Linked DNA regions of Sus scrofa: all the other regions are linked to region 4. A link is a contact called in public Hi-C, HiChIP or PLAC-seq and promoter capture Hi-C data. All regions are on one chromosome and are shown on one strand. The core of a region is the stretch at or near the end of the contact, and the rest is flanking DNA. Distances in the headings are between cores, read along the strand shown.

Region 1 (6,538 bases), core at 1,170-3,669, 130 kb after region 4:
AGGTGGACCAGTGGCCGCCCTGCCAAAGCCACAGCAGACTGTGCTCCCAGCCACCTCTGCCCCCTCGACCCTGCCTCAGGAGTGTGGCGAGGAGAAGGAAGGGTCCAGAAAAGAGCCTGGGGTGCAGGCAGACACTGATGCAAAGCCCACCTCCCCACACCCCCTACCCTTGAATCTGGGGCGTCCTTGAACCTGGGAGGTGAAGCTGAGTCTTCTCTTCTCTTAGAGATTCAAGGAGCTTCTCGCTTTGCTTCTAGAGTACCAGATCTCTATCCTTCCGGCTCCAGTGAGATAAGCCCCAGCAGAAACGTACTTAGAGTTTGTGTCACTGCTCTGTGTAGCTGTCCACAGAGCATTCGCTATCCCCTGGGGAAGGGTCACATCACTCCAGAACTGAGACACAAGAGGAGTCTCAGGCCAGGGATCGAACCCTTATCCTTACAGACACTGTGTCAGGTTCTTAACCAGCTGAGCCACAATGGGAATTGCTGGAATCCACACCTTCTAATGTATGGCAATCTTCACAATTTACAAGCATGTCTTCCCTTGCATTCTCTCAGATCTTTTTCCCAACCCTCCTGTGATGGCCATTTTTTCTCCCACGAGTCAGATGGGGAGACTCAAGTTTAGAGAGATTAGCTCCCAGCTATATCATGGCAGAGCTGTGGGGTTTTTGGTTTGTTGGTTGGGGTTTTATTTTTTGTCCTTTTAAGGCCACACCTGTGGCATATTGTAGTTCCCAGGCTAGGGGTCGAATCTGAGCCACATCTGCCACCTACACCACAGCTCACAGCAACGCAGGATTCTTAACCCACTGAGTGAGGCCAGGGATCAAACCCGAGTCCTCATGGATACTAGTTAGGTTTGTTACCACTGTGCCATCACGGGAACTCCAGAGCTGTGTTTTGAATCAAGGGTGTATGTTCAGCTCCATGGCACCACCTCAGTCAGAACCACTCCATTCCCATGCTGGTGCCAACCAGGGTCTATGGCTTGGAATGATCCCATCTAGGGACTCAGCAGTCAGTGCAGTGGAGTGAAACTGAGCATGGCTGTGCAGTCAACCCAAGTCCAAATCCCAGCTCAGTCATTTACTAGCTGAGTGACCTTGTGCAAATAACAGCATCACGCTGAGCGCCAGATGCCCATCTGTGAAATGGGGCTATTGGGAGCACTGCCTCGGAGCACTGCCAGGAGAGACGGATTAGAGTGGGCAGGGCAGGATGGGCAAACTTTGCCACTTTTTATTTTCATTTATTGCACCCATGGCTGTGTTTTACACTGAGCATCACAAATATGATCTGGTCCCTGACCTCAGGTTGGGGGGAATCCATGTGTAATGGGGAAAATGAGCCAGAGGATCCAGAACAGGAATTAGTTTGGCCAAGGGAGGCTTTGTCTAGAAGAGACTATGCACACAAGTCTTTGAGGGAGATGAGCCTGCTGGCTGGGCTGCCACATGTGACACCCAGGCTGCCATCACATCTGCGTAGAGTGTCTGGTTGACAAAAGCTTTCCCACCCGTTACCTAGTTTGATCCCCACAATAATGCTGGATGAAGAACTTTTTTTTTTTTTTTTTTTTTTTTAACAAACATAGCAGGTTACAGTTGGGAAAACTGAGGCAGGTGAGATTCCAGCCAAGATCACAGGCCAGCAGTTAGCTTCCCGCCTGTCTCCTGACTCCAGAGCAGGGACCTGTTCCTCTCTCATCAGAAAATGACCCGCAGAGTAGCCTACTGTCCCAGAGCAGCTTGACAGAGCCTGAGTACCCTCCTCTGGTCTCTGGCTCAGGACACCAGGGTCACTCACATCTCCCCAACTTCCACAGGGGGCGGACCCCACTTACCTCGGAAGGGAAAGGTGCCCAGTTTGTGCAGATTCTCCTCCAGTTTCCCATAGTCCACCTCGGCTGTGGCAGTGAAGGGGGTGGTCACGGGGGGGTAGATGCCTGAGATGTCCATCTTCCTCCCCTCCCCTGAGGCCCAGCTCCCCATGGTCCTGGACAAAGCCCTGCTCAGCCCCCGCCTCACAGAGGACCAGACTTTGGGGCCCAGCATCTCTGCAGGAGGCTCCAGGCCCAGCTGGTTTCTGTCCCCAAGAGATGCTGACTTCGGACTCCTTCCTACTCTGGTTAATGATCAATGGGCCTAGTTAAAAATTTGCTGCCCTCTGACTTGTTGGTCTTCAGGCAGGCTGGGGCCTGGTGTTGCCAGGGTCAGAAGCTAGGCCTATAGGCCTCAAAGAGGTCCTCCCTCCCCCTGGGGAGCAGCTGGAGAAATGCCACAATCCAGCGTCTCTCTGGCCAGACGGAGGACTGGTTCCTGGGGTCCTGACACTAAATGGTGCCTCCAGTGGGGCCCCAGGCCCTCATCCCATAATTTCCAGCCCCAAAGCCAGGAACCAGGCTGGCTTCCGCCTTGCAGATCGGAGCTTGGCGGAGCTGATTGGCTGAGTGCAGGCCCTGTGGGAGGCGTGGCAGGCCGGGTGAGAAGCTGCCTGTGATCAGCCGCCCCTGGACTGCCCTACTCCCCCTGCCAAGCTTCTCCGGGCAGGACTGCCACGTGACGAGCCTGTGCTGGCCACATACAACCCCACAGGACAGCTGTCACCAGGAGAGGGTCCCTGGACGAGTATGTTGCAAAGCTGATCCACACTGGGACTTGGGAAGAGGGGGGGCAGGGAAGAGGCAATTAGAGGCGTCAGTAGGAAAAGCAGCCCGACTGGCTCAGTGAGGCCAACGGGCTCCAAGTTCCCCTCTTGCATGAGCCCAGCCTTGCTCCCAGTCTTCCTTCCTTCCTTCCTAAGTATTTCAGGCACAAATAGAAATGAACATCACACATAGAAAAATGACTTTTTTATTGCGGTAGCTTGTGGGTGTTCCTGGGGTGAACACAGAGGAGCCAAGCAGTCCTCAGCCTGAGGGCCATTCTTGTGACCCTCCAGCTGTATGCAGGGGACAGGTCAGGTGCCAGCCTGGGCTGCAACAGGCATTTACTGTGCTGGCACAGGCTGAGGGGTTGCCCGCCCACTCCCAGACCCCTCCAGCCCGTTCTGCTCCGACTCCGGCTCGGGGTGCTCCAGAGCGTGCCGGGTGTCAGCTTGCCACAACTGCACCAGGTCCGTGGGGGTCTTTCCTGCCTACAGGAACCAGGAGGAGATCTGGTCACTGTTCAGAAGTCCATATCAGGAAGTGCCCTCATCCATACCAGGGGTTCCCAACTGCGAGCAACTGGCAATGTCTGGAGACATTCTCAGTATTATAACTGGGCAGGGTGGGGTGGGGTGGGGAGTACTGGCTTTTTTTTTTTTTTTTTTTTTTTTTTTTTTTTTGTCTATTAGGGCCACACCTGCGGCATATGGAGGTTCCCAGGCTAGAGGTTCAATCGGAGCTGTAGCTGCCGGCCTACGCCACAGCCACAGTAACACCAGATCCGGGCTCTATCTTCAATCTACACCACAGCTCACAGCAATGCGAGGGCAGGGATCGAATCTGCGGCTTCATGGATACTAGCCAGATTCGTTCCCATTGTGCCACGATGGGAACTCTTACTGGCATTTTGACTAGAGGCCAGGGATGCTGCTCAGACATCCTGTATTGCACAGGACAGTCCCCCACAACAAAGAATTATCCAGTCCAGAAGTTCCCATTGTGGAACAGCAAATTAAGAGCCCAACTAGCATCCATGAGGATGCAGATTCGATCCCTGGCCTTGATCAGTGGATTAATGATATGGTGTTGCCATAAGCTATGGTGTAGGTTGCAGATGCAGCTCAGATCCGGTGTTGCCATGGCTGTGTCTCAGGCCTCAGCTGCAGCTCTGATTCGACCCCTGACCTGGGAACTTCCATATGCCACAGGTGGGCCATAACAAAAAAATTATCCAGTCAAAAATATGAATAATGCCGAGAAGTCCTCGTTTACACCTTCTATCTTCCTGACTTTCTCATGATCCCCTCAGCCTTTCTTTTTTTCCCTTTCATATAGCTACTTCTTTTTTTTTTAATGTTTTTTTAAATTTATTTTTTATTTTTAATTTTTTTTTTTGTCTTTTTAGGGCCACACCCACAGCATATGAAGGTTCCCAAGCTAGGCGTGGAATTGGAGCTGTAGCTGCCAGCCTCCACCACAGCCACAGCACCTCAGCAGCTTTGTTATGGCCCACAACTCACAGCAATGCCAGATCCTCAACCCACTGATCGAGGCCAGGGATTGAACCTATGTCCTCATGGATGCTAGTCAGATTCATTTCCACTGAACTACAACAGGAACTTCAGTTCTTTTTTTTTTTAAATCGAGGTATAATTGATGTAGAATTTTATCTGTTACAGGTATACAATACAGAGACTCGAAAATTTTAAAGGTTACGCTCCACTTAACAGTTATTATAAAATATTGGTTATATTCCCTGTGTTGTACAATATATCCTTATAGCTTATTTTATACATAACAGTTTGTATGTCTTAATCCCCTACCCTTAGATTGCTCCCTCAGCCTCTTTTGAGTCAGGGTTCCTCCTTACCCAATTCTCCTCCCTTTTGTGATTACTTGGGGCCCCAAAAGCTTGGACGGGGGTACATAGGATCCTAGGGGACCCCCAAGGACCACAGGAGTCAACACTCAGGGCTGGGAACCATCTGCTGACCAAGTGCTTAGCTTCCTTCCAGCTCCGTCCCCCCACAAATTTGAGCCTGGCCATTAGATCCCCCTACGGTCTATTTGGGGACCTTTGGGAAGTCCTCTTACTGCCCCTTCTGGCCTTTTTTCTGCGCTTAGATTTTCTGGAGCACTTGAGAGAATTGCTCCAGAAGCTGGGTGGACCCCCTAACCCCCCTGGGGGCCAGAGAAGCCCTCCACGGAGAGAGCCCTCCACGCCAAGTCTGTATGTCCTCTGAGTGCCAGGCTGGGGCGTAGGAGAGCGGTGCACACTGTTAACTGAATCAGGGAAGGAATGAACTTACCAGGTTCTTGGTCATCATGTCAGCCCCGTGTAGGAGCAGCAGTTTGATGATTTTGTAGCGGTTGAGTCTCACGGCGTCGTGCAGGGCGCTGTCCCCTTCCTAGAACCAGTGTGACACTCAGCATGGCCCACATGGGCATGTGGGAGCCCTCAGGCTGCCTACACCCCTATGGTGGGGCTGGGAGTGAGGGAACCCAGACACTCACTCTGTCTTTGGCATTGATGTCCAGGCCCAGGGACAGAAAATGTTCCACGATCTCCACGTGCCCCGTCCGGACCGCCACGTGCAGTGGGGTGCTCAGCAGCTGGGTAGGAAGGAAGCAGGACATGTTGGCCTGTGGTCCTCTGGGATGGGAATGTCTTCACTCCAGCCTAATCCTTCCCCCAAGTCCTAGGGCCACAGCCTGAGCCCAAGGGGCAGGAAACTCTATCCAATGATCTAACGCTGAGGCATTACATGCCACCTCCTCTGGGAAGTCTTCTATGATTTCCCTCCCACCCAGATATGAGCCACTGCTCCCTCTTCTGCCCTTTTAAAATAATTATGATAGGGAGTTGCCCTCGTGGCTCAGTGGTTAACGAATCAGATTAGGAACCATGAGGTTGCCGGTTCAATCCCTGGCCTTACTCAGTGGGTTAAGGATCCAATGTTGCCGTGAGCTGTGGTGTAGGTCGCAGATGTGGCTTGGATCCCACGTTGCTGTGGCTCTGGCATAGGCTGGCAGCTACAGCTTTGATTAGACCCCTAGCCTGGGAACCTCCAGATGCCATGGGAGCGGCCCTAGAAATGGCAAAAAGACAAAAATAAAATAAAATAAAAAAATAATTATGATAGATGTCATTTACTGAGAGATGACTATGTGATGGGCATGGCAAAGGCTTACAAAACATTAGTCTTATGTTGAATAATTAATTAATTTAGGGAGTGGGATGGACTGGGAGTTTGGGGTGAGTAGATGCAAACTATTGCATTTGGAGTGGATAAGCAATGAGATCCTGCTATAGAGCACAGGAAACTACATCTAGTCTGATGGAACATGATGGAGGATAATGTGAGAAAAAGAATGTATATATATGTGTGTGTATAACAGTGTCACTTTGCTGTACAGCAGAAATTGACAGAACACTGTAAATCAACTGTAGTAAAATGTTTTTAAGATAGTGTCAATAACAAAAACTAACTTACATGCATTTTCCTATCTCATCTATAAAAGAACTCTGCAAGATTTTTAGTCCATTCCATTCCATTTCAATTTTGGCTGTGCCCACAGCATGTGGAAGTTCCCAGGCCAGAAATGGAACCCACACCAGCGCTGTAACCAGAGCCCACAGCAGTGACAATGCCAGATCCTAAACCCGTGAGGGAACTCCGGGCAAGACATTTTATAGGGACTTCCTTTGTGGCATAGCGGATTAAGGATCTGGCATTGTCACTGCAGCAGCTTGGGTCACTGCTGTGGCTCGGGTTCCATCCCTGCCCCAGGAACTCCCAGATGCCATGGGCGTGCCCCCCACCAAAAAAACATTTTATAGATGAGCAACAGAGGCTCAGAGGCTGTCACTTGTTCAAGGTCGCAT
Region 2 (6,698 bases), core at 3,597-6,096, 200 kb after region 4:
ACACCGGATTCTTCAATCCACTAAGTGAGGCCAGGGATCAAACCTGCATCCTCATGGATACCAGTCGGGTTCCTTGCTGCTGAGCCACAACGGGAACTCCTGCATTAGCTTTTTAAAATCAACAAATATTAATTGCTTCCTCTGTACAAGTCACTGTGCTAAGTACCCAGTGTGTGTGTGCCCGTGTGTTCCGCGTATGACTATGTGAGTGAGTGAGAGAGATAGACACACACAAAGATCTTCAGGGCTTGCAATGCAGTTGCTGATACAAGACTGTAACATTAAAGAAATGACGAATAAGATGGAGTAGATAATTGTTAAGTAAGTGGCATAATTTAACTGCAGGAGTTCTCAGAAAGAGCAATCACGTCTACTAGGGGGTGGGGGGAATTTGTCAGGCAAGGTGCTTCTAGAAAGATAAGGGATTTGAGGTGAGCCTTGAAGAGAAGAAAGGCTCTTGATAAGACAGGGACAGGGACTTGAGCAAACACAGGTGGCCTTAATGTCAAGGAAGAGAAAGAAATCATGCCTTAAAAGGAAGGACTGAACCAGACTTGAAGAGCCTTGAAAGCTAAAGTTCTTGTAGGAGTAGGAGGGACAGAATGATTCTTGAAACACAGAACTATGGGGTTCAGAACAGGTTAATTTAATAAATGTCTTCTAGGACACCACCATGTGCAGGCATTGGATGAATGACTGAAGATGAACTTGCTCTTGGTGGGCAGCTAACTTCAGCCTGGGAGATAAGTTGGACTTGAGGTGACATGGGACAGGTTTATAAGACCTGCTGAAGGAAGGACTAGCAGGTCCCACTGATTGACTCTTCCAGGACATGGAGGCAAAGAAAATTAGCAGAAAGAGTTCTTCAAAGTGTAATTTTAGGTAGTTGGGAGTTCCTGTTGTGGTTGAGAGGGTTAAGAACCCGACTAGTATCCATGAGGATGTGGGTTCGATCCCTGGCCTCGCTCAGTGGGTTAAGGATCCAGCATTGCTGCAAGCTTGCAAGCTTTGGCACAGGTTGCAGAAGCAGCTTGGATCTGGCATTGCTGTGGCTGTAGCATAGGCCTATAGCTCTGATTCAACCCCTATCCTGGGAACTTCCATATGCCATGGGTATGGCCCTAAAAAATAAAACAAAACAAAGCTTTAGGTAGGGGGAAGAATAGAAGAGTAAGGGGAAGCTGGTTGGGGGGAAAGATGCAGAACTGGTTTTAGAAGTGCTGAATCTGAGGTTAACTACATTGGTGTCCAGTGGGCACCTAGATATCTGAGTCTGGGGTTGGGGAAGCAACAGTTGAAAATACAGCATAGGGGCCTTCCCAACAGACAAAGAGTTGTGGGGCTAAGATTTCTCTGGGAGGGAGCATGATGCGAAAAAGATGGAATGTCAAACTGAACTATGGGTGTGCCCACACTAGGAGTGATGGCTGGCAGGAGTGATCGGAGAAAAAAGCCAAGATAGTCCAATGTCAAGGAGGGAAAAGTCGGGGGGGGGGGGCTTCAAGTGGGAGAGGATTGTCAACAGTTAAAAAAAAAAAAGCTACAAATCAATTACGTGGGCTGAGTACATAAATAATAAGTATTTGTTGAATGAATGAATGAATGAATGAAAGGAAGAAAGCCCTTGGATTTGAGAATCAACTTTCCTGTCAGAAGATTGGCCAGGGTTGCCTTGGGACAAGAGGACTTCAATGCTAAATTGTTCGTTGTCCTCCCTATAAAAACACGTTGCTTCTTGCATAAGTCATCCTGTCCACCACACAGACATCCTTCCCTGCTTCCCCCACGTTTCCCCTCATCTTCCTTCCCAGTTTGCGAAACTCAAGCAACACACACCTTCAGTGTCAAAGGAGACAGGAAACTTCAACTAGAGTTTCTACTTCATTAATAACTCTGCTTATGGCTCCTCTTAAAGGGCTATGTGGCAATTGAGTGGAATAGAAGATGGCCTTCTAATCCCAGCTGTACTACGAATTAGCTGTGCAGCTATCGACAAGTTGCTCAACCTCTCTGGATCTGGGCTTTTAACAGACAAGAGAAGGTAGGTCTATCTGGACTCTAGACAAGTTTCGAAGGTCTCTTTCAGCTCTAAAGTCTACGATTTTATCATTCTCAGAAGTTCCTTGCAACACCCTCAGAGAAGGAAGTGAAGTGAGTACAAGACCCGGGGAAACGACCGCCAGACCTCTTACCCAGGCGAAGCGCCAGGATAGGGGTGTATCCAGAAAGTGAGAAAGCGCTGCCGGCCCTCGAGGATCACCAGAGAGCAGATCCCATTCCTAAGGCTGGGAAGGATCCCAACAACCCGACAGCGATTCCCACCCCGCACCCCACCTTTTCTAGACTCCCAGACGGCCAGGAGGCTCTAAAAAGCCCTGCGGGAAAAATAAAGATTTCTTTCCCAGAGTCCTGCGCTGCTTTTGCAAGTCGGATTCCGGCAGGCACGATCTGCAGCCCGATAATGACACAGTCTTTGGAAGGAGCGCCTGTTCTCATCTCGCTCGCTTCGAGTTCTGGGACGACTGGCCACCCGCGCCGTGCCCCGACGGGCGGGCGTCCGACCCCGGCCCCGCTGCCAGGCCAGCGGCGCCCCGGCCTGGGGCCCTCCTCCCCTCCGCCGGCCCCGCTGCGGTCTGCAAACATTTCCTGCTCCCGCCCCCACCCCCACCCGGAGCTTCCCAGTTGGAGCGAGTTGGGCTCGCAGCCGGGTCAGCGCTCGCAGTTGCCACAAGTCGGCTCCCCCGGCCACTGGGGCCGGGGAAGGGGACCCCCGTCTGCCTCGGAAGCAGCCATCAGGGAAACCTAGGCGCCAGGAGCCGTGGGAGGTAGCTCAGGAAGCCCAGTTCTCGCGCAAGAAGGCGGACAACTGGCTGGGCGCCGGTGGCCCTGCTCCCTTCCCGGTCGTTACCTGCTCGCTTGCGGGGGTGTCCCGGGGCGGTCGGCCTCTCCCGGCGCTGTCTCCCCACACAGTTGCCCATGCTGGCTCTTCAGCCGGGCCCCATGCACCGAAGGCGACGGGATGGTCCGCTGCTCCGCGGTCCTGCCCCGGACGGCGGCGTCCCAGGTCAACGGCTCCGACCGCCCGGCATCGGGCGCTTCCCGATCTCCCCCCTGCGGCGCGCTCTACCCCAGCGCCGGCTTCGCCACAAACTTTGCGGGCAAGGAGAAAGAGGGAGGTGGCCGACTCCCCAACACAGTCCCAGGTGGCCGGGCCAGGGGGGCCCGCGACGGTGCCCGGCTGGAGACCAGCTCCGCTGAAGGGGCGGAGAGAGGGGGCGGGCACCGCCGCTGTTACTCCCGGCTCGCTCGGGGCTCCCAGCTGGGGCCGGCCCCCCGGAGCCTGTCACTCACCTGCCTAACCCCGCCCCAGCCCAGCCCTGCTCCCTGCCGCCGGCTCGCGGTGCCCGCGCCGCCGCCGCCGCCCGCCCCAGGTGCGCATGTGACCGACGGCACCGCCCCCTCGGGCCGGGCCTGGTTTTCTCATTGGTTCCCCCCAGGGTGCGTACCGCCCCTCGGCCCCACCCAGACAGGTGCCCGCCCCGCCGCGGGTCTCCCGGGAAGCTGGGCCGGGAATTATTCGCCCTCAATGGCCCCCGGCTGCGTGCCCAGCAGCCGCCTTCGCTCCCTGAGCCACCGCCCCGACTCCGGGCCCCGCCCCTTGGGGAGGGGCCGTCCCATCCCACCCTGGAACTGCCTGGCCTGGAGCCGGCAGGCACGTGATCCAGGGAGCGCCCCGCCCCCTCAGCCTTCGCCAGGCGATTGGCTCAGGAGGCGCGTGCGCTGAGAGGCCCATCCCGTGCCACCGCCCATTTCCCCTCCCACCGTCTCCAGTTCGCGTCATGGCCGCCGCCACCGCTCTGGAGGCGGTCGCGCCTACGGGCGCCCTGTGGGGCCTCGTGCAAGACTTCGTCATGGGTCAGCAGGAGGGCCCCGCAGACCAAGTGGCTGCAGGTACGGCAGACGGCGCCGCGCGGCTTCCGCTTGGGGGCCTCCAGGAGGGAGCGGCCTCAGCACGGGCGCCGGGCGGGAAGGGAGCGGTGACTTTGAGAGATTGGTCCCGGGCTGGTTGTGAGCACCGCGTGCTTAAGAACCATAACAAATTGCGAGTCGCTTGCAGTCTTCCTTAAAGCGCCCTTATGACCCTCGTTTTGGTTTATAGCCACCCTGTGCACCGGCCTGGGTTAGGAAAATCATTACCATTTCGCAGGTGTGGAAACTGAGGCCCAGAGAGGGCCAGAGGCTTCCTGGGGGAGTTGGGACTTGGACGCAGGTCCTCCAGTTCAGAATCAGGTGCTCACTCCGCGAAAGCACGTTGTTTCGAGGAAGTTGATGTGACGAGAAGCATCTTCGGCAGCATCAGCTCCAGTCGCGTGGCATGTTGGGAGTGGCCGCGCGACCCAATCTCTGACTGGCTGTAATTAATTGGAGAGAGGAGGAGAGAAACCAGCCTAGGGGGAGTTTGAGATGTTCTGCGTATCTCTTCCCCCCATTCTTGTTCAAGTTCTTGATTAATTTGCTTCGTGCCTTTTTTATGTGGTGTGTGTTTTTATATTTTTCCCAGAACTCCAATTTCCTGCTTTTCACCAGTTTAGGGATCTCTTAGTTCTGACAGCTTATCTAAAATTTGAGCGGAGCAAATGACAGATTTCCTTGAAATTCTGAGACTTCACTCTTTTAGAAAAAGAAAAATCTAAAAAGTTATTGAATGTTAGGAGGCCTTCGGACCTTGTGTCTATGTAATAGAATACAAAATAATCTTGTCAGTACAGATAAGTTTTGTCTTTATTTTTGGAAATTGCGCGTGTTTGGGGAGAAGTAAAGGATACATTTCTCTTGAAAAGTGAACACACTTGCTTTTAAAATATGTGGGAAATGAATAAAGTGAACCTGTCAGAAGTATAATACTTTGGGAGTTCCTGGTGGCTCAGGAGGTTAAGGATCTGGTGTTGTCGCTGCCATGGCTTGAGTGTGGCACTGGTTCGATCCCTGGCGGGGGAACTTCCACGTGCTGCCTGCTTAGCCAAAAAAAAAAAAAAAAAGGAGTTCCCGTCCTTACGCAGTGGTTAACGAATCCGACTAGGAACTATGAGGTTGCGGGTTGGATCCCTGGCCTTGCTCAGTGGGTTAAGGATCCTGCGTTGCCGTGAGCTATGGTGTAGGTCACAGACACGCTCGGATCCTGCGTTGCTGTGGCTCTGGCGTAGGCCGGTGGCTACAGTTCCGATTAGACCCCTAGCCTGGGAACCTCCATATGCCGCTGGAGCAGCCCAAGAAATGGCAGAAAGACACACACACAAAAAAGTATTATACATTATGGCAATATTCTACTTTCAGTCTTAGCACCATTATTGAACACATTATTCTTCAAACGCAGTGCTAAGCAGTAGGAACATAAATATCAATTAGATGAGATCTCTGCCTGCCAGGAACTTATAGTGTGGTGGGAGAAACAATCATTTGGACAGGTAGTATGCTACGCTACGAAAAGGGCCGTAAGAGGTATGTACAATATGACGTGGAACCAGCAAGGAGCAAATGCCTGATATAGCCATTCCGCTAAGCTTAACCTCTTACAGCTTTATGCAGTATAGTGTGTTTTCAGTGCTTCCAATTAACAATGGCAGTGTATTATCAATGTCATTTTCCCCAGTGTTGTATTATGAAAAATTTCATACAGCAAAGTTTAAATAATTTCATAAGGAACACACATACACTCACCACCTAGATTCTACCATTAGCATTTAACATAATTAGCATTATCATGTAGCTATCCATTTAAATTGCAGATATCAGTATGCGTCCCTCTAACTGCTTTTGTATGCGTATTGTTGACTAAGGTATAAAACTTGTAAGACAAAGTGTACAAATCTTAAGCATAGTTCACTGATTTTGAAAAATTCGTATACCTCCTCCCACCAAGACAAAGAACATTACTATAAAAGGTGTCATTCGTAACTCTTCTTTCACATTTATACATTATGAACACAGTAATTTAGGGTTTTTCAAATTCAGAACACTTTTGAGAAGAAAGCATGAATAAGGACTGCCAAGTTCTTATAAATACTTTGTAAAATTTACATTTTTATGCCTGAAAAAAAATGGCCTAGACTATTGTCTAGTTTAAATTTAACTCAACTCTGCCAAGACTGTAACACTAGCCCTTTTGCAATTTAGCCCTCCTGACTAAGAAAGGAGGTTGGTAATAACAGATAAGGTTGAAAAGGTTTGGTGGGATTGGATTATGCATAACCTTAGATTCTGAGGATTTGAATGACTTACTGTAGGTGGTTGGAGTCAGTGTAGATACTTGAGCAAGGAAGTCATATGGTGAAGGTGAATTTGAGAAGGATTAAACTAGTGTACAGTGTTAGATGACAGCCTTAGAGTTGTTGAAGTTGACAGAGTTTTGAAGCATCCCTAGTGTAAGATGTGCTTTCCTATCCTCCAGCCTAAGTCAAGCTTTATTAGTGCTGAAGGGGCCAGATTTCTGTTCAGCCACTCACAGCAGCGGCCTCTTCTACAAATTGTAAATGCAGAAGGAACACCCTGTGATCACAAAGGCAGCTACTACCAACTTTGCGTTGCACCTAGGTTCCTGATGAAAGTAGGTATCAGAAAAAGAAAAACATATAATAATAATAATAATAATAATATAATAAAAGAAAGTAGGGATCAGATGTAAAGGTGCAAATGATAGG
Region 3 (6,527 bases), core at 1,454-3,953, 250 kb after region 4:
CAAAACATTTTACCCCATAGCAAATACAGGTGACTTTTTTTTTTTTTCCTCCTGGCTGCACCTGCAGTACATGAAAGTTCCAGGGCCTGGGATCAAGCCCGTGCCACAGCAGTGACCCAAGCCACAGCACTGACAACGCCAGATCCTTAACCTGCTGTGCCACCAGAGAACTCCTGAAATCCAGGTGGCCTAGATCATCCACACCATTACTCATTCCCTTACTATGGCTAATGGGGAGGTTCTCAACATCTTCCAGAATTACTGAGGCCCTCAGGAAATGCTTGCCTCAAGGGCTAGACTTACCAACTCTCACCTGCCCTGTAACTTGACCACTTAGGGCTCAACTCTGCCCTTAAATAGTTCTGTGACCTTGGCCAGGTCACCAAACCCCGTTGGGACTCGACTTTCTTGTGTTCCCATTCAATGAGGGGACAGGATTAAATACTAAGGTCCCTTACAGCTCTACCCCTTTATGATCCTATATATATACTTATATACACTTGATAAGGTATAAATGAAATGTTTATAAAGTGCTTAGCACAATACCTGGGTCATGGAAGTACTCAATAAATACTTGCTGAATGAGTGACCTGGAGGGATGCTGAAGTGGAAAGGCTGGTCAGATGTCTATCTGGCTTACAAATAACAGCAAGGACACCCCTGCCAATGTGATAACACTAAATAGGCGTCCATTGCTACATTCTTCATGATCAATAAAAAGAGAAATGAAAACCATTATTAGAATCACAGCACTTAGGAGCCAGAAGTCATTTTATCTTTTTTTTTTTTTTTTTTTTTTGCCTTTTCTAGGGCCGCTCCCGCGGCATATGGAGGTTCCCAGGCTAGGGGTCGAATCAGAGTTGTAGCTGCAGGCCTACAACACAGCCACAACAACGTGGAATCCGAGCCGCATCTGTGACTTACACCACAGCTCACGGCAATGTCGGATCCTTAACCCACTGAGCAAGGCCAGGGATCGAACCGGCAACCTTATGGTTCCTAATTGGATTCCTTAACCACTGCACCATGACGGGAACGCCCAGAAGTCATTTTAGAAAGCTAGTCCAACCAGAAATCAAGCCAAACAATAGTTCCCATTGCGGCTCAGTGGTAATGAACCCAACAAGTATTCAAGAGGTTACAGGTTCTATCCCTGGCTCCACTCAGTGGTTTAAGGATATGCATTACCACAAGCTGTAGTTTAGGTCACACACAGCTCAGATCTGGCGTTGCTGTGGCTGTGGCATAGGCTAGCAGCTGCAGCTCCAAATTAGACCCCTAGCCTGGGAACTTCGATATGCTGCAGATTTGGCCCTAAAAAGAAAAAGAAAGAAAGAGAAAGAAAGAAAGAAAGAAACCAAACATGTAAACTGAAAGCTTGTAGATGCAAAGCTACAGATCAGATTATTGTAAAGGAAGACTGAGGCCAAGCCCCTGCCCCTTATTTTAGGGATTTGTGCACAGGGCACGCAGGGGAGGGTGTACGCCAGGGAAGAGAATACTTAGTCCATGGGGCTATAACTTAACATATGAAGTTTTCATCTCATGAAACTGAGGTAAAGCAGAACTCAAAAAAACAAAACTGTGTGCTGGGGGTCAGGGGGGCGGGAGTGAACAGGACAGGAAATAGAGCCACCCACTACTGATCCCCAGCCCTAGCTCTGAGCATTCTGATCCCTGAGTAGTAGCCACAGGCCATCAGAAGAGACATCTGACATCTGCCACAGATCAGAGGAGATGGAAAGCCACTACACTCAAAGGCTCTAAGTCACCATCTCTCTTCCAAAGGGAAACCGGATATGCGGGACATGTGGGGTGAGAAGGGATTCGAAAGCCACCAGAAGGCAAAGGAAACCGAGAAAAATGTCGACAAATCTCATATGGACAAAGATGCCGTTCTCAGGGTATTTGCAGTCTCAAGTACTGGACGTCAATCATCAGAGAGAGCAGCTTTTATTCATGCGCAGACTTCCCTGCCAGACTAACACGCTCCACTTGACAAGATCCGACCGCAAGATGCAAGCTGCAGTTACAAAAACCAGGAAAAGGTTTTACTTCACATAAAGGCTGGCCTGGTCAAAGGGTGATGGACTGGAAGTAAAATAACTTGGATACCGATTTGGTCTCTACCTTGAACTATCTTAGAGACACTGCACAAGTCAAATCCTATCTCTGGAGCTGAGCTTCCAAATCTGTGAAATGGGTGAGTTGGGTTGGCTGACCTCCTTCAACTCTGCACCGTAAGACTGTCGGAAGGTGCGCTCCGCCCGGTTTGAAGGCAAGGCCGTACAGAGCAGGAACTCGGGCTCACAAGGCCGGAATAGGGCCCGACCCTAGCAAAAGGGACAGGACTGAGCAGCAAAGGCCGTGGCTTCGCTCTTACCTGCCTCCCCAATCAGTCAAATCGAATCCTGCAGCCTCCGCTGCAGCTCACTGCTACCCCCTCCAGCTCCGCGCCACAGCCCGGCCCGGCTCAACCCAACCAACCATGTCCAGCAGCCCACAGCTCCAGCCTGCAGACCCGGACCCGCCGCCTGCCCATTCTCTTCCACAGGCGCAAGCGCAAGCGCAGGAGTTCCGGAACTCCGCCCCCAAGCCCGTCCCGGGGCAACCTGGGAAATGGAGTTTACCCCTCCCCTCAAGAGTGAGTCTGGCGAGCACGTGACAGAAGTCACCAATTGGCGCGTTTCTTACTGCGGGAGTGCACACCTGATGTTGGCCAATGAGCAGTCGACCTCATTTTCCTTCGGACTTCGGACAGAGGCAGTCATGGCACCACCTGTGAGGTATTGCATCCCCGGTAAGTCGGCGGTTCCCAGAGGGAATCCTGGGCAGAGGCAAAGGCAGGAAGGCCGGACGACCAACAGCTTCTGCGGTCCTGTGGCTGATGCAGCGGTTTTTTGGGTTTTTTTTTTTTGCGCAGGCGAACGTCTGTGTAATTTGGAGGAGGGGAGCCCCGGCAGCGGCACCTACACCCGGCACGGCTACATCTTTTCGTCGCTTGCTGGCTGCCTGACGAAGAGCAGCGAGAACGGCGCGGTAAAGGGGCTGGTTTCCTCTCTCCTCGGTTTCTGCCTTTCTCATGCTGCTTTTGATGTCACGATCCTTAGGCAAGGGCCCTGCGGGCGCGATTCGGGATCCTCGTTCAGTAGAAGGAGTTGGTCTCAGAGTCCCCAGTGAGCCACAGAGTCTTTGTACACACGCCGTCTGTCTGGAACGCGCTACTCTCTTCCTTATCCTGTGTTTGTTTATTTTGACGGGGCCGCACCTGGGGCATGTGGAGATTCCTGGGCCAGGGATGGAATCCCCGCCACAGCAGTGACCCCAGCCACTGCAGTGACAAAGTGAGATCCTTAATCCACTCACCCACAAGAAAACTCCTCCCTTAGCCTATTTAATTCCTACCTAACTTTCAGATAGCCCCACTGGTACCACTTTCTCATATAAGCCCTCCTAAACACCACTAATAAAAAGAATTTTGGAAGTTCTCTTGTGGTTCAGTGGCTTAGGATGCTGCTGTGGCTTGGGTGGGTCTGATCTCTGGAATTAACTCATTCTGCAGGAACTCATCTGAAATGATTGGATTATGCCTTCGAGCAGCATTCTGTGGCCCCTTGGCTCTCCTATGTTCTAAAATTTCTTTTTTTAAGTCTTTTTTTATTAAAGTATAGTCAACTGTCAGTATTCGTCAATTTTTGCTGTGCTGCAGTGACCTAGTCATACATACATATACATTTTTTTTCTCATATTTTCTTCTATCATGTTCTATCACAAGTGATTGTGTATAGTTCCCTGTGCTATACAGCAGGACCTCATTGCTTATCCATTCTAAATGTAATAGTTTGCATCTACTAACCCCCAGCTACCAGTCCATCCCACTCCCTCCCTGTCCTAAAATTTCTAAGGCTTTCTGCTCTGGGCTACAAAAGAATCTAGTCCTCCTGTCCTTGTGTCAACTGTGGCCCGAGGCATATGCATATTACTGTCAAGCCACAAATACCTTTACTGAAGGCTTAGGCAGGATACTCATGTTTTATTGTTCTCGCTGTAGCTTCCTGTCATATCTGTGATGAGAGAAACGGATTCCCAATTATTGCCAGATGTGGGAGCTATTGTGACCTGTAAGGTAAGTTCATCCTAAACTCCCTGCTTAAGGTACCATCCAATGCTGAAATCATGATCATTGTAAAATAGCACTGTCCAGTATGGTAACCAGTAGCCATATGTGGCCGTTTAAATAAATTAAAATCTGTCATCACAGAAGGTTTTCCCGGCTTGTGCTAGTCTAGAGATTTCTAGGATAATGATCAATGCGGTCCAGTTCAAGCTTGCATGGTTCTTTTACAGAGCTGGTTCCCTGAGTATGTAGATTTACTTTTGACTGGGAAACAGAGGCACCAAAGGGTGATAAGGAAGCTTTTTTTTTTTTCATGTTCTTTTCTATTATGATTTAGCACAAAATATTAAATATAGTTTCCTGTGCTGTACAGTAGGACCTTCTTGTTTATTCCTTCTGTATATTATAGTTGGCATCTGCTAATCCCAAACTCCCAATCCCTCTCTCCCTCAGTGCCCCCTCACCCTTGGCAACCACAGATCTGTTCTTTATGTCTGTGAGTCTGTTTCTGTTTCATAAATAAGTTCATTTGTGTCATATTTTAGATATCGTAAATAAGTAATATCATGTATTTGTCTTTCTGTTTTTGACTTATTTAGTACGATCATCAAGATCCATCCACATTGCTGTAAATGGATTATTTCATTCTTTTTTGTGGCTGAGTAGTATTCCATTGTATATATGTATCACATCTTCTTTATCTAGTTATCTGTCAGTGGACATTTAGGTTGATTCCATGTCTTGGCTATTGTAAATAACGGCGTAATAAACATTGGGGTCCATGTATCTTTGCAAATTGTAGTTTTCCCAGGTATATGCCCAGGAGTGGGATTGCTGGATTGTGTGGCAATTCTTTTTTTAGTTTTTTGAGGAACCTCCATTCTGTTTTCCATAGTGGTTGCACCAACTTACTTTCCCACCAACAGTATAGGAGGGTTACCTTTTCTCCACACACCCTCCAACATTTGTTATTTGTAGACTTTTTAATGATGGAGGAGGCCTATATTTGAGCATCTGAAGCAAAACTTTTTCGGCAGAGAAACAAAAGATTTTATAAAGTCTTTGAGGGAAAGTACAAATTAATGCTGCACTTATCAGTAGCTATAATACATCAGTATTCCCTACCCATCCCCACTCTCTGCCAGTTAAATTAACTCATAGCTCTTTGTTTCTCTCTATAAATCACTCTAACAGAAATCTATTTTCAAAATCTGTCATGTTGAAAACTGCAGAGGCAGTGATCTAAATAGAATGCAGCAACTGAAACGGAGACTTAAATTCTGTTCACACTACAGGGCTCTTAGTAAGTTTGTTAAAAGTCTAGCTAGATTTGCTATATTTCCTTGTGTAGACTTGTATGTTTTTCTAAATCTGTACCGTATTATTTCATTTGATTCCCACAGTAACTGTTAGGTGTAGAGTGGCTCTTGTTTCATTTTTTGTAATCACTTATCCAGGGATAAATAAATAGCAGTTAATTTGTCTTAACTTCTGTACTTAGGAGTTCCCATCATGGTGGTGCAGAAACATCCAACTAGGAACCATGAGGTTGCGGGTTCCATCCCTGGCCTCACTCAGGGGGTTAAAGATCCGGCATTGCCATGAGCTGTGATGTAGGTTGCAGACACGGCTCAGATCTGACATTGCTGTGGCTATAGTGTAGGCCTGCAGCTTCAGATCAGATTGGACCCCTAGCCTGGGACCCTCCATATGCTGCCACTGTGGCCCTAAAAAGGCAAAAAACAAAACAAAACAAAAAATTCTACACTTAGTAGAGTTGCCTTGGACTAAAATCCTGGTAATTCCTAGTTTATCATGCCTCCTTGAGCTGGCAGCTACTAATACTGGAATGCCTAATGCTGCAATTTTCTCTATTCCAGGTCTCTAGCATCAATTCACGCTTTGCCAAAGTACACATTCTGTATGTGGGGTCCACACCACTTAAGAACTCTTTTCGAGGAACTATCCGGTAAGAAGTATTTTTGTCTTCATATTAGCTGCAGTACTTGGAATGAGATTAAGATAGAATGGGAGACCGGAATTTTTAAGAACAATTAGAATCCTTATTCATGCCTACTTCTCTCGTCTCTGTGCATTGGTTCTCCCCAAGTAGTATCCAGAGAAAATGTTGTATGTGTTAGGACAAAAAGGAAATATTAACGAGATAGTATTTAAATAAAACAAAAAGAGGAGTTCCCGTTGTGGCTCAAGGGTAATGAACCTGACTAATATCCATGAGGATGCAGGTTTGATCCCTGGCCTTGCTCAGTGGGTTAAGGATCCAGCATTACCATGAGCTGTGGTATAGGTCGCAGATTCGCCTCAGATCTGGTGTTGCTGTGGCTGTGGTGTAGGCTGGCAGCTGCAGCTCCAATTCAACCCCCAACCTACGAATTTCCATATGCCATAG
Region 4 (6,578 bases), core at 823-3,322:
AACCGCAGAGCTGGTAGGCAGAGGGCCCAGCAGGTCAGAACAACTCTAAGTAAAATCTGTACCTGAGCAAATACCGGACACCATCACCAGCATCTTTCAAGGGTTCCAAGTAGATCTCCAGCCTCTTATAGGACACGACCAAGTTGAAAAGATCAAATGCTGGGGACTTGGTAGGAGCAGGAGGAGACTCCAGCGAAGCCTCAGGATTCACGCTGGGGCTCACCTCCAGCCCATACACCTCACGCTCTGAGGTCTGCATCCTGTAAGCATAACAATTTCTGATGTTTGCATTGCACTTCCAATGGCCAACACACTTCTACTTGCATTATTTCAAGTAGTGGTGCCATGATAAACCTCTGAGGTAGGCAGGGCTACAGGTGGAAAGTCTGTTTCACAGAGGAAGACACTGACATTCAGCAAGCTGAAGTGATTTACCCAGAGAGAGCTGACCCTTGAACAACATGAGTTTCAACTGCACAGGTCCACTTAAATGTAGATTTTTTTCCAATAGGAATCACCACAGTTCTACATGATCTGCAGTTGGTTGAATCCAAGGATGTGGGATTGCAAATACAGAGGAACCGCATAGACGGAGGGCCTATCGTTAAGTTATACTCTGTTTTTTTTGTTTTGGTTGTGGCATGCAGCAGCTTTATGTGGGATCTCAGTTCCCATACCAGGGACTGAACCTGAGCCACAGAAGTGAAGGCACCAAATCCTAACCACTGGACTACCAGGAAACTCCTGTACTCTGATTTTTGACTTCACAGAGTCAGTGCTCCTAATCTCTGTTATTCAAAGGTCAACTGTACAAAATCCTGCTCTTCTGCCTCTCCATTTAATGTTCGTTTCCCCACAGAGTATAAACCATAAGACCAAGCACACATGGTTGCTGGGGGAGGTAGCCTGAGGTCTCAAGAAAAATGATGTCCTGAAATATTTTTCTCTTTATCTGGTTACTTCCTACTCATCCTTCAGGTATCAATTTAAACATCACTCCCTTGTTCTGAGAAGTTTTGCCACCACCCCTGGTTTGGACAGGGAGACCCTCCCTAAAGCATTTATCACGCCAAAGCAAAACTCCCTGCTTTCTTGCCAGTCTGCCCCTCTTAACTTTGAGCTCCACCAGGTCAAAGACCATGTCTTCCATTCACTACTGTGTCTGCATAGAACGGGCATGGAATAAATGCTCACTGAATGAGTGGATTAACTGCCCATCCTCCAGGACTCCAGAGCTTTCTCCAGCCCCACTGCATCCTCCACTTTCTGTTCCCAACTACCTCCTGAGCCACTTCTGCCCATCACCCTTCCTTGCCCCCCCCCCCATTTAGCCCAAGAGGGCAGTCATTGCCTTCCATAACACTTCATTCCCTTCGCTCCTCTGATGAGGAGAGCTACAAGAACTCTCGCCCTCTTTCCTAAATTTCAAAGTCCTACCCAAAGACTAAGCAGTAAAGGAGACAAATTCTCAGAGCACAGCAACAAAAGCCATGCGAGGGGCTGCGAAGGGAAAGAGAGCGGGGAGCGAGGCGAAGGGGGGCGGGGGGAAATGAAGGACAAGGTAACAAAGGGGCCACCAGGAACCCGAAAACTCCGCAGGTGGAGCTAGGATGAAAGGACCCAGAACAGACGTCAGGTAAGAACCCAGGAAGGGGTGAAGCACGTCTGCTTTGTCAGGGGCCTAACCACCACCTCTACAGCCCAGGAAACCTGACGGGGCCCCTAGGCCCAAACCTGGGAAGGCCACACCCAAGGTCGCTGGGCCAGCCGGTGGCGGCCCCCACCGAGTTCTGGCGCCCAACTCCGCACAGTCGGCGAACACAACAGGGTGGGGAGAGGGTGGCACCTCACCTACCCCGTCGCTGGGTTGGTGGGGGAGGGGCGGGGACGGCGAGGAGGCACTGATAGGGCGACCGGACCCTGGGCCGTTTCCTCAGGCTCGCCCCACCCCGACAAGGCGCCTCTTCCCCAGGCCGCTTTGAAGTCTCAAGACCGTGAACTTCCTCCGCCTCCCCCGCCGCCGCCGCTTCCGGGACACGCTGCTCTGCGGTGGCGTGCTCTTGACGTCATCGCGCCTGCCCCGCCTCCGGCCCCCGCTCGCGGGTTTAGCTCCGCCCACCCCAGGACAGGTGAGTGTTCGCATCCACACTGCGCCTGCGCCTGCGTGCTTGCTTTTCCTCGTACCAGGTCCTGAGCGCTTCAACTCTAGTCCCGCCCGACTGCGGGTCGCAGTCTTGCGGAGCCCTGGGAGAGCTCGCTTGGGGATCTTGCCCCGCGCAGCTCCCGCCTCGCTCTGATTCTTGCAGGGAACAGTTAGAGAGAAGCTAATCTGAGAATGTACGTCTGCGTCCTCCCCATCACCAACTTTGGCACTTAACCTCACCCCCTAGGGACCCTGAGCTTACAAAAGGCAGAAATCATATCCTGCATGCCTGACGCCTAGCAGAGAATGCCATTCCGTTCAGTGTTTCCTGAGTAGTACCGTGAGCAAGGGCCTGGGCAAGCCTTTCCCAATTCAACCTACTTCTTACTGTGTTGCCGGGTTAATCGCCCTTAAAGCATGTATCCTATACCTTTGCATTAATGATGACACTAGCGTTTATGTACATAGGGCATAACAGGCGCCAAGCACTCTACTAAGATCTCTATAGGCATTATCTTTTCTAGTGCTCCTCCAACAGCCCTGTTAGGGTTATCACCATCTCACAGATGAGGAATCTGAGATGTATCAAGGAACTTCAGTGTCACTCATCTAGTATGCAGATGGGAGCTGGGATTTTAACCTGACGTGTCTGGCTCCCCCAGCTATACCATCACCACCTTAGTCTGCATTTATCCCCTGCTCTTCCCTCTCAGGAGCTTCTTTGGCCAACCGAATCCCTCTATTGTTACTTTCACATACCCCTTTCATTCTGGTCTCTTTACATCACTTGTGCTGTGAGCTCAGGGAGGAATGCCCTTCTTCCAGATCCAACCCATTCATCTAAGCAGGAGTCCGATGTTTGCACTCCTTCCCTGATTGTCCCAGCCAAAGTAATCACTTCCCCCTCCACACAGCCAGAATGTAGGCAGACCCAAATTCCCTGCACACCACTAAGCCATATTCAGAAATTGCCCTGTTTCTTAGAGGAATGAGCCTGGCTTTGTGCCTGGGCCAAGCTTGCCTCTCCTTTCGGAAGAGGCTAGGAGAAGTCAAGAAAGGAGATTTTTTTTCCTTCGGTATCTTCACCTGAAATTCCACCATTCCACCATTTACTCTAAAGGTAAGTTTCCGTTTCTTTGCAATCCCCCCCTCCTTGGGTCTGCCTGGACCACCGATCTCAGGCTAACTGTGCCTAGTAAATTTATTGGTTCTCTCTCCTGGCAGCTATAGAATTGAGGGATATCATTCCAGAACTCCTAGACATTATTTGAGCAGTACTTTGGAGGATACAAGAAGTCTCTAAAGACCAGAAAGGGACAACAGTCATGGCCAACATCAATGAACAAAAGATTTCCCTAGGAGCTAGAGCCTTGAGAACTGGCCACTGATTTCTGAGGCCTGACTCTGCATTTTTATAAAGTTCCCTTGGTTCCTTCTTTCCCTTCTCTAGCAACTGAGTCCTCACTTTTGCCTCAAATTCTGGCACCACTGATGTTTCCCCTGGATAGCAGATAGGTGGGAGAGACCAAGGGAGAAAATAAAATGGAAATAGAAGATATAATAAATATCTTAATTTGACATTTTACAGAGGGTAGTCTTTGCATCTATAATCAAGGGTGGATGTGGCCCACATAATTGAACTTCACTGTGGTCTTTGGCGAAATATTAGGTAGAGCAAGCGGGAGAAATAGGAACAGAAAGAGGAGTGAATGTCTAGGCACAGCTTCTTCCACCAGGTGGCGCCCTGGCCCACTCTTACACAGACCTTGGGTTTCAGAAGCCTGTCTAAACTTGGGGTTTCAGGCTGTGGTCTCTTATGCCACCATTTCTGCACATACCAGATCTTCCCATGCTTCTAGATGCATTAGTTATGTCTTGCTGTGTGACAAATTATTTCAAAACTTAGTGGCTTAACACAATAGTAAATATATATTATTTGGCTTTTGAGTGGTTTAAATCAGGAAATCACAGGCTGCTTGGTGGGTGGTTTGGGCTCATGGGTTTTCATAAGGTTAGTCAGATGCTAGCCATGCTGTCATCTGAAGGCTTGATGGGACTGGAGGATTTGCTTCCTCATGAAGCAGACAAGTTGATGCTGCCGTTCTTAACTGACAGGCTGGCAGGAAGTTTCAGTTCCTTTTTTTTTTTTTTTTTTTTTTTAAGGGCCTCACTCACAGCATATGGAAGTTCTAAGGCTAGGGGTTAAATCAGAGCTGTAGCTGCTGGCCTACACCACAGCCACAGCCACAGCAGATCCAAGCCACATCTGCAATCTACACCACAGCTCACGGCCACGCCAGATCCTTAACTCACTGAGCGAGGCCAGGGATCAAACCTGCCTCCTCATGGTTCCTAGTCAGATTCGTTTCCACTAAACCACAACAGGAACTCCTCGTCTCAGTTTCTCTTTACCTGGGACCCTCCTGATACCACCTGAGGCATCTTGAGTGTCTTCATGATATGGCGGCTATCTTCTCCAGAGGAAGAGAGCCAAGAGGGAGCAAGGCAGGAAATCACAAAATCTATGACGTATCCTCAGAAGCTACACACTGTCACTTTCACAAGATCCTGTTGGTTTTACAGGTCAGAACTATTCAATGTTCAAGAGAGGAATTCCTGTCATGGCTCAGGAGTAACAAATCCGACTAGTATCCATGAGGATGAGGGTTCAATCCCTGGCCTCACTTAGTGGGTTAAGGATCCGTGAGCTGTGGTGTAGGTCACAAATGTGGCTCAGATCTGGCTTTGCTGTGGCTGTGGAGCTGGCCCAGCAACTGCAGCTCCAATAGGACCCCTAGCCTTGGAACTTCCATCTGCCTCACATGTGGCCCTAAAAAAAAAAAAAGTCATTGTTCAAGAGCATAACTAGCAGAAGGTGAGAATAATTGGGGCCATCCTGGAGGCCATCCTGGAGGCTAGCTACTGTGTGCTGCTATTTCAGCTTGGATTATCCTCCCCTCCACCTGTTCTCCTGCTCACCTTTTCACATCCAGCTTGAATATTAGGTTCTTTGTGAAGACTTCCCCAAGTAATTCCTCACCTCTTCCTCCACGTTTACACTGAACTCCTGAGAGCAGAGAAACTGTGACTTAACATCTTGCCAACCCCAGTTTCTGCCAGGTATATAGCAGGGCCTTGGCATAGTAGGTACTCAGTGAAAGCCTGTTTTAAAATAAATGAGTGAAACAAGAGTTCCCGTCGTGGCTCAGTGGTCAACGAATCCAACTAGGAACCATGAGGTTGTAGGTTCACTCCCTGACCTCACTCAGTGGGTTAAGGATCCGGTATTGCCGTGAGCTGTGGTGTAGGGCGCAGATGCGGCTTGGACCTGGTGTTGCTGTGGCTGTAGTGTAGGCTGGTGGCTACAGCTCTGACTAGACCCCTAGTCTGGGAATCTCTATATGCCATGGGTGCGGTCCTAAAAAGACAAAAGACAAAAAAATAAATAAATAAAAATAAAATAAAATAAATGAGTGAAACAGAAAATATCAAGTGTTGATGAGAATGCAGAGAAAAGGGAATCCCTATGTGCTCTCAGTAGAAATGTAAATGGTGCAGCCTCTATGGAAAACAATATGGCAGTTCCTTAAAAACTTAAACATAGCATCCCCGTATGATCCAACAATGCCATTTCTGGGTGTAAACACAAAAGAATCGACCGAGGATCTCAAAGAGATATTTGTCTCCCCATGTTCATTGCAGTTTTAATCAGAAGAGCTAAAAGGTGGAAGCAACCCAACTCCTGTTAATGGATGAATGGAAAAGAAAATGTGGCATACATATATATATATGCAATAAAAAGTATGTATACTTTCCTTCCGACAAAGTAAGGAATTTCTGACACATGCTGCAAAATGAATGACTCTTGAGGACATTAATGCCGACTGAAATAACCCAGTCACAAAAAGACAAATACTATATGATTACATTTATATGAGGTACCCAGAGCAGTCAGATTTGTAGAGACAGAATAGTAGTTGCCAGGGCCTGGAGGGAGGGGGAATGGGGATTTCTTTCTTTCTTTCTTTCTTTCTTTTTTTTTTTTTTTTGTCTTTTTTGCCATTTCTAGGGCTGCTCCTGTGGCATATAGAGGTTCCCAGGCTAGGGGTCTCATCGGAGCTGTAGCTGCTGGCCTTCGCCATAGCCATGGCAACTCAGGATCCGAGCTGTGTCTGCAACCTACACCACAGCTCACGACAACACCGGATCCTTAACCCACTGAGCAAGGCCAGGGATCGAACCCGAAACCTCATGGTTCCTAGTCGGATTCCTTAACCACTGAGCCATGACGGGAACTCCGGGATTTCTTATTTAATGGGTACAGACTTGCAGTTTTGCAAGATAAAGAGAGCTCTGAGGATGATTGCCCAGCAATGTGAAATATCTGTAATACCAATGAACTGTACATCGAAACATGAGCAAGATAATCAATTTT

Evidence for each region. Promoter capture Hi-C pulls out the DNA fragments that hold promoters and counts their contacts. Hi-C and Micro-C count contacts between places; a contact is called where the count stands out from the background. HiChIP or PLAC-seq counts read pairs in DNA pulled down with a chosen protein or histone mark.
Region 1: an H3K27ac HiChIP or PLAC-seq map of alveolar macrophages shows a contact between it and region 4. The contact joins the promoter of HOGA1 here to the promoter of ZFYVE27 in region 4. A contact is called at or near these places in 1 of 5 promoter capture datasets (liver), 13 of 47 Hi-C or Micro-C datasets (alveolar macrophages, embryonic fibroblasts, epiblast stem cells and 6 more) and 2 of 2 datasets of contacts at active chromatin or transcription factors (alveolar macrophages and skeletal muscle).
Region 2: a contact with region 4 is called in a Hi-C map of embryonic fibroblasts, with 2.1 times the contacts expected there. The contact joins the promoter of UBTD1 here to the promoter of ZFYVE27 in region 4. A contact is called at or near these places in 1 of 47 Hi-C or Micro-C datasets (embryonic fibroblasts) and 1 of 2 datasets of contacts at active chromatin or transcription factors (alveolar macrophages).
Region 3: a promoter capture Hi-C map of liver shows a contact between it and region 4, with 2.8 times the contacts expected there. The contact joins the promoter of EXOSC1 here to the promoter of ZFYVE27 in region 4. A contact is called at or near these places in 1 of 5 promoter capture datasets (liver) and 1 of 2 datasets of contacts at active chromatin or transcription factors (alveolar macrophages).

The regions. Positions count from the first base shown.
Region 1 is chr14:108,954,693-108,961,230 of Sscrofa11.1, reverse strand. It overlaps HOGA1 (4-hydroxy-2-oxoglutarate aldolase 1), which reads right to left and starts at 2,419. Exons shown (of 7, transcript NM_001190169.1): 1 at 1,849-2,419. The coding sequence starts at 2,059.
Region 2 is chr14:108,883,682-108,890,379 of Sscrofa11.1, reverse strand. UBTD1 (ubiquitin domain-containing protein 1) reads right to left here and starts at 4,846. Exons shown (of 3, transcript XM_021074394.1): 1 at 4,198-4,846. MMS19 (MMS19 nucleotide excision repair protein homolog) reads left to right here and starts at 3,793. Exons shown (of 31, transcript XM_013990467.2): 1 at 3,793-3,951. The coding sequence starts at 3,840.
Region 3 is chr14:108,839,003-108,845,529 of Sscrofa11.1, reverse strand. It overlaps EXOSC1 (exosome complex component CSL4), which reads left to right and starts at 2,703. Exons shown (of 8, transcript XM_001928803.6): 1 at 2,703-2,800; 2 at 2,924-3,039; 3 at 4,052-4,126; 4 at 5,998-6,086. The coding sequence starts at 2,713. It overlaps ZDHHC16 (probable palmitoyltransferase ZDHHC16), which reads right to left and starts at 2,580. Exons shown (of 10, transcript XM_001928815.5): 1 at 2,384-2,580.
Region 4 is chr14:109,084,253-109,090,830 of Sscrofa11.1, reverse strand. It overlaps ZFYVE27 (protrudin), which reads right to left and starts at 2,072. Exons shown (of 13, transcript XM_005657447.3): 1 at 1,856-2,072; 2 at 63-260. The coding sequence starts at 259.